Linked DNA regions of Sus scrofa: region 1 is linked to region 2. Evidence: chromatin contacts called from public HiChIP or PLAC-seq data. All regions are on one chromosome and are shown on one strand. The core of a region is the stretch at or near the end of the contact, and the rest is flanking DNA. Distances in the headings are between cores, read along the strand shown. Region 1 has its middle 40 kb from the start of PARM1. Region 2 has its middle 85 kb from the start of BTC.

The links. HiChIP or PLAC-seq counts read pairs in DNA pulled down with a chosen protein or histone mark.
Region 1: an H3K27ac HiChIP or PLAC-seq map of skeletal muscle shows a contact between it and region 2. The contact joins two enhancer-like sites. A contact is called at or near these places in 1 of 47 Hi-C or Micro-C datasets (skeletal muscle) and 1 of 2 datasets of contacts at active chromatin or transcription factors (skeletal muscle).

The regions. Positions count from the first base shown.
Region 1 is chr8:70,747,053-70,749,756 of Sscrofa11.1, forward strand. No RefSeq gene overlaps it. Among named protein-coding and RNA genes, the nearest start is that of PARM1, 40 kb to the right of the region's middle. Within about 2 kb of position 1,324, at least 7 of the 83 cell types and tissues checked have an H3K27ac peak or open chromatin away from gene starts, as enhancers often do. A contact at or near this core is called in skeletal muscle, where this site is marked.
Region 2 is chr8:70,608,678-70,611,404 of Sscrofa11.1, forward strand. No RefSeq gene overlaps it. Among named protein-coding and RNA genes, the nearest start is that of BTC, 85 kb to the right of the region's middle. Within about 2 kb of position 1,379, at least 2 of the 83 cell types and tissues checked have an H3K27ac peak or open chromatin away from gene starts, as enhancers often do. A contact at or near this core is called in skeletal muscle, where this site is marked.

The sequences.
Region 1 (2,704 bases), core at 74-2,573, 140 kb after region 2:
AGCAGAAGGAATAGTGAGAACAATTTCTTAAAGGTTAAAATTTTACATAAAGTTAAAACACATGAGACTTTAGAAATGTCTAACCTTCGGAGTTCCTATCGTGGCGCAGTGATTAATGAATCTGACTAGGAACCATGAGGTCGAGGGTTCAATCGCTGGCCTTGCTCAGTGGGTTAAGGATCCAGTGTTGCCATGAGCTGTGGTGTAGGTCGCAGACTCGGCTCAGATCCCCACGTTGCTGTGGCTCTGGCGTAGGCCAGTAGCTGCAGCTCTGATTGGACCCCTAAACTGGGAACCTCCACATGCTGCAGGAAGTGGCCCTAGAAAAGGCAAAGAGACACACACACGCAAAAAAAAAGGTCTAACTTTGAAAAGCAAATTCTCTGTCCTTGATTTTCTGTAACTTTGGCACTAATCTCCTCCATCCACTTTATCTTAAAAATCTTGATGACATTAGAACATGACTTGTGTTATATACAAAGGGCTATGGATAAAGTGAATATGTGTGCATTGAATCCTATCTCCCAGGGAATGTTATTTTGAGAATGTTTTACTTAGAGAAAAGAAAACACCACCAATACAGAAAAGCAGCCAATGGGTAGTTATTGAATTCCTTCCTGAAACGTGACCAACGGGAGAGGAAGAACTACTCGATAACTTAAAATGTTTTACATTCACTTAACCATAGTCTACTGCACACACTCATATTTCCAGCCAAGTGAGACAGCAGTCAGAGGAATAAGTCAATTTATCTTGGCACCTGTTTTAAAAACACACATAGGTTAATGTACAACACTCAGATTTCACTCCTATTTCTTTGAAAATGACTACGTAGCAACACTGGCTATGCCCAGCCAGGAATTTAGCAGAATTCATGCAGTAAAAGATACAGAAGGGGATCTATTTCCAACTGTAAAGCTGAAGGATTAGTTGAATTCCTGTTTGTCAATCTAACAGCAATGGTGTTGACACTAATAAAAGTGGAAATTATAAACTGCTCCGGTAACATCCATGAGAGGTTTGTTGAGCCCAGGGCTAAATGATAAAAAGAGGTTCACCATCTCATTAGGAGAACTGGAAAGTGTTTATTGAGCCAGCGGGGAGCTCTGAAAATGATCTTCCTCTTCTTGGACCTGCCACCTGGTGCCTGAGAGCATGTTAACCATGTATGTGGAAATTGCGCCCGAGTTTATTAAGCAAACAGCTATGAAATGTAAAACCCCATGAAAGGGACACCTAGGTGGCTTTGGCTCGCCCCGTGGCTGCTCCCAAGAGCCAAGGGCAGATGCTCCTATTTAAGAAAACCTGTGAGATCCCTTTAACCTTCTCTTTCTGGGCAAATCTCCCAGCGAAGCCAGCAAAGCAGTCTATTTATACCTGTGCAGGGTACAGAGAAAAATCTCAAAGCTACATCTCGAAAAAGCTTTAAATGGACTCTGTCCAATTATAAAACTGAGCCCCGGTGATGGCACACGCTGCACAGTGATTTAAACAGCATCTTCTTCCACAGCCCCACCAACAACCCCTAGAAGCAAAATATAAGCCTTAGAACAAGTTAATGAGTCAAGGGTCATGCAAGAAATAACATGCTTTTTGTCTCCACCACGAGACCCATTAGCAAACTTCAAGTGGCAGCTGCAGGCTCAAGCTTCCTGGATTATTACTTAAGATCATCAGAACAGTGAGGCAATTGTTCATGACCTTTTGCACCGATTTTTCTATAGGAACATGTTTACTGAACAAAGTTTCAGGAGAGATATCTTAAAGGACTTGTTACTTTGAAAAAAGTTGGTACAGATACACTGCTGTGCATGTAACCATATTTATATATTTGCTATGATTTTTTTTTGGCTTTCTGCTTCCAAAAGTATTACATTTTCATGACTTTGAAAGGAGGAAATATTCAGAAAAGCAAAACCAGGATCGTGGAGTTTTCATTGGTTTTGTTCACTTCATAATCTATCATAAACATTTTCCCATGTCTTTAAACGTTACTCTAAAGTATGAGCGCACCATGGAATGAAACACTCTAATTTTAACAATCCTGATTTTTGAACATTTGGATTAGTTCCAAAATTGCCATTATAAATTACACTTGGTGGAACATGCTGACACATAAATCTGTCTGCATGCCTTTCTTTGAAATATATTTTTGAAAATGGTAGCACTAGGTCAAAATACTTGAAGTATTTTTAAAGACTGTGATAAGCGTGGTCAAGTTCAGACTGCCACTCTGATTTATGCACACGAGAAAATGAAAATAAATAATCCTGTGGCATATTTACTGGCAAGAGCTAACCACAAAATGGCCATGCCTTTGCTTTGGTGGAATTTTTCCCTGACGGGGTAACTGGTTGATCCTTCATGACCACCAGATGGCAGCCTAGAACAGAGCAAACCCAAGGAGACTAAGCCAGGGGAGAGGGGACTCCACTTCTAGCCTTAAATGCTTGCCTACCCTGCTAGGGAGATGGGGCTTTACCAACTAAACACAAAAAAAAAAGATGGTCATCGTCCCTTAGATCAAGCCATGGAGGATCTGATGTCTTTCAAGGGACCTCAGGTTTAGGACCTCTCATCCACTTTGCTTTGCATTTCCCTAAAACTCTCTTCACACATGGGCCTCACCACTGAATCTTTTCAAATGTATTAGTTTCCTTGGAAGCAGCGAAACAGTTCGTGCCAACCCATAAACTTGTTTCGC
Region 2 (2,727 bases), core at 129-2,628:
TTTGGTTTCAAGAGCAACACTCCACACATATTTAAATGTATCTACTACCCAGTACAATACATTAATTCTTGTGCTTTTCCTTTCTCATTTCCATGTATGTGGCCTTTCCATTACTCTCTTGGAGGCATTCCCAGTGCCTAAAATAGCAGTGATATTATTGGAACAAAAAGGAAAAAAAAAAAAAGGAAGAAAGAATCTGTGTTGTTCAGGGGAGGATGTGTATGGTTTTATGCTAAAAACAGTCAATCACAAAGGAAGATTGCAGCTAATGAAAGAATGGGGGAAAGAAGAGGGAAAGGACCAAACTCCTCTCCTCTCTCTGTGTCCCTGAACTTGGAGCCCTGGTAACTTACCTGGGTTGTGTGGGAGATGAAGAAGTATCCCTTGGAGAAAAGCAGACAGCAATACCAGGAGCCTGCTCTGCTGGCATCTCTGGTCAATGAAGCCCATGGAAACCAGCTATGTAGGATGTTTGGTCCTTCAGGGAAGAGTCACAGCAGCTGTTGTCTCCTTGCCCCAGAGTACTGGCCTCCTGTGGTCAGTTGCCAGGACAATGCCTGTAAACCTCCAGTGGAACATCCAGCTACAGCCCAACACTCTACTGAAGACCATCCAAACTGCCTTGGGTAGATAACACCACTCTTTTGTCAACAGCACCTGACCCATGAAGTGAAACAGAGGGTAGAGCCTGTGGTTCCTAAATCAATGTGGGAATGTGGAAATGAAGGCCCAGCATAAGTGCCTGGTGTGGAAAAGGAGATACACGCAGATACACCCCGTTGTGTGTTTGTGTGCATACCAACGCCCACATCCACATACATACCTTTGTCTTCTTTTAGGCAGAATGTAGAGTTTCATCCACTCTAGCTATCTCTATCTTTATTCAAATCAAGGAAACTTTAAACCCATTTCGCAGCCATGCATTATTTGGATGAGGGTAGGGATGGGCTCCAAAGTTGGAAATGCATGTTCTTTCTGCCTGAGACTCTGAGCCGCCCAGGGAACAACCAGAGCTAAGAAGGGCTCTAGCAGACACTTCCTAAGATGGACAAAAATCCCCACCCTTTAGAAACAAGTTTAACTCAATTATTTTATCATTGCAGTTGGTAAGCCCTATTCTTCTGACAACACACTAAACCTTTTAGGGACCAGAGAGGTTGCTGGCGACAGTGAGGCTGGGATTCAGTGTGCCTAGCAGCGGCGGCGGGGGGCAGGGTGAGGGGCAGCCTATTAAAACAGATGCCCCTAAAGAAAGGGACTTTCACAGGAGAGATGTGAGAGTTTGTTTTTAAACAAGAGCCACTCTGCGGCTGCCTCTAATTTTACTAACCGAGGACTAAAAATACCACATGAACATCAACAAACCCCACACCTCATCCATCTCTGTCCTCAGAGGAACACCAGCAAACCTGCTGCCCTCACGGGAATGTCTGAGTCGCAGAAGCAGAGCTCCAGGGAGCCACGAAATGGGGAAGGAGGCCTGGACATCAGCCAGACAAAGATTTTCTACAGAGGAAAGATTTCATTGCCAGTTTTTTAAATGCCTTTTTTTGGTGGACGTCTGCCCTGGCCATTGAAACATGAATATTTGAAAAGAAGACGCCGTGACCTTTCTTCATCAAAAATAGAAGGAAATGTTGGGCAATTCCGGAAGGATTTTACATCCAGAGCTCTCAACTTATCAGGTGAAAAAATGGCTTTTTTTCTTTCTTTCCTTCTTTTTAGGGCCACACCTGCAGCATATGGAACCTTGCAGGCTAGGGATCAAACTGGAGCTGCAGATGCGAGCTACACAGTCATGGCAATACCGAAACACCTGATGTTAGCTGCATCTTCGACCTACACCACAGCTTGTAGCAACTCCAGGTCCTTAACCCACTGAGCAAGGCCATAGATCGAACCCACAGCCTCATGGATACTAGTCAGGTTTGTAACCCACTGCGCCACAATGCGAACTCTGAAATAATGGCTTTTTTAGATATTCACTTACAGATAGTGAGAAACATGAGGAAAAGCCTCACTAGACATGGAAAATCTAGGAGCTCCAAAGACCCACAGTGGACAGACCTCTAGTCATCCATCCTTCCAAGGTCTTTCAATGTTAAATGCTTCCCCAGGCCATGCACCCTTTCTGTAACCACCTAGAGTCTTCTTTCCCACTCTAGAACAGAGGACTTAACCGATAGACAATTTGCAATAAAAGGCATTTGTATCCAGTGTCATGGAAGAGCCGAAGGCATAGTTAAGTTTCCTTTTTTTTTTTTTTTTTTTTTTTTTTTTTTTTTGCTTTTTAGGGCGGCATCCACAGCACATGGAGGTTCCCAGGCTAGGGGTTGAATCAGAGCTGTAGCTGCCGACCTATGCCGGAGCCACAGCAACTCGGGATCCGAGCTGAGTCTGCGACCTACGCCATAGCTCACAGCAACGCCGGATCCTTAATCCAATGACTGAGGCCAAAGATCGAACCTGCATCCTCATGGATCCTAGTCGGGTTGGTTACCGCTGAGCCATGATAGGAACTCCCAAGTTAAGCTTTCTTTTAAACGTTGGTTTCTTTTGCAGAAAACGTCGGGGACTTTTTCTTTCTTTCCTGGGTTGTCCTCATCTGTCCCGCTTATCTTCTGTTATTTCCCATCTACTAGGACCAGTTACCTCCCCTATTAAGGAGACTAACACCAACAAGCTCCTTAATTTATCAGTCCAGCCATATCTTTTTAATTTACCAGT